Linked DNA regions of Mus musculus: region 2 is linked to region 1. The links are chromatin contacts, called in public promoter capture Hi-C maps. All regions are on one chromosome and are shown on one strand. Each heading gives the region's core, a stretch centred on a gene start, on an enhancer-like site or on the middle of the called end of the contact. The rest is flanking DNA. Distances are from core to core; before and after follow the strand shown. Region 1 overlaps Cyp4f18 (cytochrome P450, family 4, subfamily f, polypeptide 18). Region 2 has its middle 5.9 kb from the start of Hsh2d.

Evidence for each region. Capture Hi-C pulls out chosen DNA fragments and counts their contacts.
Region 2: a promoter capture Hi-C map of adipose tissue shows a contact between it and region 1. The contact joins two enhancer-like sites. A contact is called at or near these places in 2 of 484 Hi-C or Micro-C datasets (embryonic stem cells and nephron progenitors) and 4 of 9 other capture datasets (adipose tissue, embryonic stem cells, liver and 1 more).

What each region holds. Positions count from the first base shown.
Region 1 is chr8:71,987,238-71,990,251 of GRCm38.p6, reverse strand. Cyp4f18 (cytochrome P450, family 4, subfamily f, polypeptide 18) reads left to right here. Exons shown (of 13, transcript NM_024444.2): 10 at 258-391; 11 at 481-545; 12 at 1,110-1,192; 13 at 1,515-1,770. The coding sequence ends at 1,692. Among named protein-coding and RNA genes, the nearest start is that of Gm51535, 16 kb to the left of the region's middle. Within about 2 kb of position 1,626, at least 152 of the 459 cell types and tissues checked have an H3K27ac peak or open chromatin away from gene starts, as enhancers often do. A contact at or near this core is called in adipose tissue and pancreatic islet, where this site is marked.
Region 2 is chr8:72,182,243-72,185,256 of GRCm38.p6, reverse strand. No RefSeq gene overlaps it. Among named protein-coding and RNA genes, the nearest start is that of Hsh2d, 5.9 kb to the left of the region's middle. Within about 2 kb of position 1,471, at least 59 of the 459 cell types and tissues checked have an H3K27ac peak or open chromatin away from gene starts, as enhancers often do. A contact at or near this core is called in adipose tissue and pancreatic islet, where this site is marked.

The DNA.
Region 1 (3,014 bases), core at 377-2,876:
TTTCTGTTTTTGTTTTTAAATTACATTAATTAATTAATTAATTAATTAATTAATTAATGTCTCTCTTGGAGATTGAACTCATTTTCAGACTTACTGACAGCTGATTTTCCTCTCTGAACCATTTGGTCAGCCTGTGTTTTTCCAATTCTCATGTACTTCATCCATCTTAGCACTTAAAACAGGGAGGTTTCACTGGGTCACAGAGGAGTTGAAGTTCTCTCATTTTTGATCTGGTTAACTATTCCCCCCCCCCTCAGGGACGACCTGGCCCAGCTGCCATTCCTCACCATGTGCATTAAGGAGAGCCTACGGCTGCATCCTCCCGTCACTGCAATCTCCCGATGCTGCACTCAGGACATTGTGCTCCCAGATGGTCGGGTCATCCCTAAAGGTGCCCGAAACATCAGGGAGGAGGGAAGGTTCTGGGCAGACAGTGGATCCAGGTTGCAGCAGTTCTTCATTGCTTCATTTCCCCCACAGGTGTCATAAGCCGAATAAGTATTTTCGGGACACATCACAATCCAGCTGTGTGGCCAGACCCGGAGGTGCTGTCCCTCTTAATTCTTTGTTATAGGCTGGGATTCTCAAGAGGACGGTCTTTTTGTTTGTTTGTTGGCTAAGGTCTCATGTAGCTCAGGCTGGCTTCAACTTAACCTGTAGCCAAGGATAACCATAAACTTCTGATCCTCCTGCTTCCACCCCCTCAGTGTTGGGATGAGAGGTGTGCAGAACCACGCCTGGTTTATGTGGTGCCTGGGATGGGATCCAGGGCTTTGTGCCTGCTAGGTAATTGCTCTTTCAACTTAGCTACCTCCCCAGCCCCAGTCATGGGTTTTATGAAGCAGGGTGTCAGGTATCCCAGGCTAGCCTGGAAGTCCTTACACAGGAGTTGACCCAGAACCCTTGATCCTCCTGCCTCCTGCTGCTGACAGGTTTGCAGCCATCAGTTTTATGCTGGTGCTGGGATGGAATCCAGGGTTTACGACTACTCCTCATTGCATCCCAGGAGGTAGATAAATCAACTCTGACCTTCCATGCACACTGAGGACTCTGCTCTTGGCTACGCTGGCAATTGGTTCTCACCCGCCATGATTCCATGTCCCCTGCAGGTCTATGACCCCTTCCGCTTTGATGCCGACAACGTCAAGGGCAGGTCACCCCTGGCTTTTATTCCCTTCTCGGCTGGGCCCAGGTGAGGCTAGGACTGAGGGGCAGGGGCCTCGGGCTGACTGTGAGGACGGGGGAGTTGGGGTTTTTTGGAGGTTAGCGTTTCCTCCCTACCTCCCTGCACAGAATTGTGCAAAGGTTTGGGAACCAGGGAGGGGAAGGTGAAGAGTCCTCTGTGCTCAGAATCCCGCCCTGGCCTTTTCGGCTATTGATCAAGGCTTGGCTCTGAGGATGTCTACGTCCTTGCGTGGTCCCAGAAACCTCAGACTCGGGCCAGGTTCTAGTGCTGTGTTGGTCCTGGGTAGGGTCTTGGGCACAGTCAGAGTTCCCACCCCGCCCTCCTGCAGGAACTGCATAGGACAGACTTTCGCCATGAGCGAGATGAAAGTAGCTCTGGCGCTGACTCTGCTGCGCTTCCGCGTTCTGCCGGATGACAAGGAGCCCCGCAGGAAGCCGGAGCTGATCCTGCGCGCAGAAGGCGGGCTGTGGCTGAAAGTGGAGCCGCTCAGCGCAGGCGCGCAGTGATCTCTGAGCTGGCGTGGGACTCTCCTATCCATCCACCCACCTGTGCCTTTCCAGGAATAAAATTTTCTTGTCACCTTGTCTGAGCCTCACCAAACATCCAGGTTACATGCCTCATGTGAGCCACAGGGAGCCATGAAAGGTGTTTGAGTGGTAGAGGGATTTAAGGGACATGAAAATTAATATTGTCATTCAGGAGGCAAGGTACACCTGTGAGCGATAATCTGGATAAATCAACTGAAGTGGAATGATCAGTCCTAATCCTTACTGTAGGTGGCGCCATTACTAGGTTTGGGTTCTGGGTTGAATTAAAAAAAAAAAAAAAAAAAAAAAAGACAAGAAAGCGTGGCTCAGATTAGAGGTGGCTCTTCCCACCTCAAATGTTCTAATCAAGAAAATTGCCTTAGAGATGTGCCAAACAGCTTGGGTTTTAGTTAATTACAGATGTAGTCAAATGAAAACCAAGAATGGCCACCATAGCTAGACTACTAACCCTTCCCAAACATTTCCACCAAATGTGAGAGCAAGGACATGAGCTTAGGGGTCATCCTCATTCAAATCGCCACAGTCCCTTACCTTTTGAGGATGTAGCATTACAGCAACTGGGCATGCGAATTAGTCAGGATTCTCTAAAGCCACAAAACAATGGGATGTCTCTATATATTAAGAGGATTTATTGGAATGACTTACAGTCTGTAGTCCTGAGAGGCCAAATCTTTTAAGTTTAGACTCCATTTTAGAGAACCTGACCTAAGTTTCAACTCAGGTCAACTGACAGGCTGGTACCTAGCATTAGTTTCCAAGCTGCCACCAACAAAACCCGAGCCTAGCTCCAGTCTCTAGGCTGATCCCCACAAGACCAGCGTCTCCAGGTTATTCTCCCAACAAACCTACAACCCCAGGTTACAAGCCCACTCCCTGCTCAATGATCACCAATGCAGAGGGAAGCAGAAATTAGGTTTATAATATAGTTCCCAACACCAGCCAATTGTGTTAAAGGCTACAGCAGCTTTCCAATTAGATGCTTGCACACTCCACCCCCTTGCTGCTTACTATTAAGCCTTGCCCCGATAGATATTCAAGGCTCCTCCACCACCAAAACCTTCCTGAGTGACAATGGTGCATTGGAGGGGCCTGAGCTAGCTCGAATAGAATAAAGACCCTGCTGTGATCGGCTTATGTCTGTGTTTTGGGAGTTCAACCCTTCCCTGGCACAACAGTCCAACTAACCTAACAATGGGCAGCTGTGAATGGGAAGTCTAGTTGTTGCTCAGTCCCACAAGGCTAGGTGTTTCAGCTGGTCTTCTCTATAAGCTGGAGTCATG
Region 2 (3,014 bases), core at 222-2,721, 200 kb before region 1:
GAGGAAACGCCTCCATGAGATCCAGCTGTAAGGCATTTTCTCAATTAGGGATCAAGTGGGAAAGGCCCCTTGTGGGTGGGACCATCTCTGGACTGATAGTCTTGGTTCTATAAGAGAGCAGGCTGAGGCAAGCTAGGGGAAGCAAGCCAGTAAGGAACATCCCTCCATGGCCTCTGCATCAGCTCCTGCTTCCTGACCTGCTTGAGTTCCAGTCCTGACTCCTTGGTGATGAACAGCAGTATGGAAGTGTAAGCTGAATAAACCCTTTCCTCCCCAACTGCTTTTTGGTCATGATGTTTGTGCAGGAATAGAAACCCTGACTAAGACAGCATGTTAGTTAGGTGAGCCAAAGTGGGCTTTTTATTGCTGGACTTCATACTTTGAACTTGGTAGTCAGTCTCAGGAGGAAGTAGCCAAATAAGGGAATAGATCTCAGGGGCTAGCTTTATGAACGTAATCTAAAGGGATTTTTAGCAAGACAAAGGTATCTGGACGAAGGGCAAGGGCTGCCAGAACCATGCTCCCCGTGTTGGAGCTGGCCAGAGTCCTTTCAGAAGGAAGGGAATAGTGGTGGCCACCAAGGCAGGGGAGACAGGGATACCTGATGGAAGATAACAGAGTGGCAGGAGTCTGGGGTGGGGGGGGCGACACTCTGAGATCCCTCTCTCTCCACATCAGCTTCTTCTGTTGACATCATAGGGTGAGCTTCAGTGGACAGCCTTTAGGGTAGGTAGCTACAGCGGAGCTGCATCAGCTTGGCCCAGACTCCAGGAGTGGGGCCCCATTTTATCCTTCTTTCTGCATATGACCCTGCTTCTCTTCTTTCTTTTGTTCATCCTTTTGTTCATTTCTCAAACACTGACTGGCACCAGTTCTGTGCAGGTACAACATTAGATGCCAAAGTTGAAGTAGAAGGAATAATGGGGTACCTCTTGTCTGTGAACTTTGAGAGGCTGAGGCAGGAGGGAAGCTATATTTGGGCCAGTCTACGCTGTACCCTATCTCAAAAGGTGAGCATGTGTGTGAGCAGCATCATGGCTCAAGGGATAAAGGCACTCACTGCCAAGCATGATGACCTGAGTTGAGTTTGATCCCCAGGAATCACACACACACACACACAGAGAACAGTCCCCCCCCCCTTTTTTTTAAGTTCAAAAAATAGAGAAGTTCTACTACCTCAACATTGCCACACTGGGCTTGAACTGTGAGCCCAAGAACCCTGGAAGGATATGCAAAACATGATACCACACACTGGTATATTACTCAACCAAAAAAAAAAAAAAAAAAAAAAAAAGGAAGTTCTGTCCCAGGCTACAACTTGTATAAGGTAAAAACTTGCTACTGCAGGGTATGATAGCACTCACCTTTAATGTCAGCATGTGGGAAGCAGAAGTAGGTAGATCTCAGTGAGTTCAAGGCCAGAGTGCTCTACATATCGAGTACAGGGTGGCTGGGGCTACATAATGAGGCCCTGTCTCAACAAAACCATCCATCAGAAGCTGTTGCTCAGCAACATCAGCCAGGAGCAGAAGGGTTTGTGTAACCACACTGGCACACAGCTTGGCAGGCAAATCTACAGACAGATGACAGGCTGCCAGTGGCAACTCACCAAGGGGGACAATGGGAAGTAGTGGCCTGTGCATGAAGACTAGGCGATAAAACATATTGTAATCTTGATGTTGGGGAGGATATTTTAAAAATCTGTGATTGTTAAAAACATGTCTGCTGGGCGTGGTGGCACACACTTTTAATCCCAGCACTTGGGAAGCAGAGGCAGGCGAATTTCTGAGTTCGAGGCCAGCCTGGTCTACAGAGTGAGTTCCAGGACAGCCAGGGCTATATAGAGAAACCCTGTCTCGAAAAACCAAAAAAAAAGAAAAGAAAAAAAAAAAGAAAAAAAAAGTCCAAGGGCTTGAGACAGCTGGTGGTTAGGAACACTGATTGCTCTTGCAGAGTACTAGGATTTGGTAGGGCCCCCACATGGTGGCTCACTTGTAAGTGGCTCTAAGGAACCCAAAATATCTCCTGATCTCCAGGGGCAACAGGCATGAATGTGGTACACAGTCACATATGTAGGGAGAACACATAAAAATAAATTTAAAAAGCCTCTTCCAAATCCATATAGAGCTCACACTAGTCTTTTTCTGTCCTAACTTCCCCAGTACTGGGAACAGCCTAAATAGGTCTCATGACCTGCTCCTTGGTGCCCTTTTTATCTTAGATATTTTCATTATTACTCTATTATATCGAAAAACAAACAAACCCAAACATCTCTCTGCTCAAAGGCTAAAGTAGAAATTTCTGGTTTCTTTGGAAACTATTATATCAGATGATGTTTTGCTGAAGCAGACACGGGTTAAAGGATATTTTGTTTAGACAGAATATAAAAATGACCCCACGGAGAGTGGAGCAAGGCTCTAGCGTGGGTTTGCTTGCTCTGCCTGGCTAGTCTTCACTGACAACGCTCTTGTATGGGTTTGCTGATCTTTGTGTTTCCTAACTCCATAGAGAGTAACTTGTCAAAGAACTTCTCGTGATATTCCGGTGGTTTCCACAGACTCTGGACTGATTGGCAGAGCCTCAGTTTCTTCTTGATAGTACTCCTGGTGCTGATTCCTGTGTGAGTGCTGACTGCCGAGCGACTGCTGGCAAGAACGATTGAAACAGCCCCAAAGAACTATTTCTAAACAGGCCCACAACCCCCATTTCCTATTAACTTTTCACTTCTACAACCTCTGGTAGGTGGTGGCTAGAAGGGAGGTTGAAGTGTTTAAGAACCCTTATTAAAGTAGGTTTTTGAAAAATCTAAGTCAACAAAAGGGGCTATGATTTTCAGCAGACCGTGGGCACCAAATCTTGTCCTTGCACCCTGCTTGGTAAACACTGGCTTGGAACCCAGATTACAAATATGCCTGGCAGGACCAGATATGCTGAGCTCTTTCTGAGGGCCAACTAATTCTACAGGGATGTGAGTTATGCTATAGATAGGAGGCAGTTTTTTGAGAGTCTGGCCT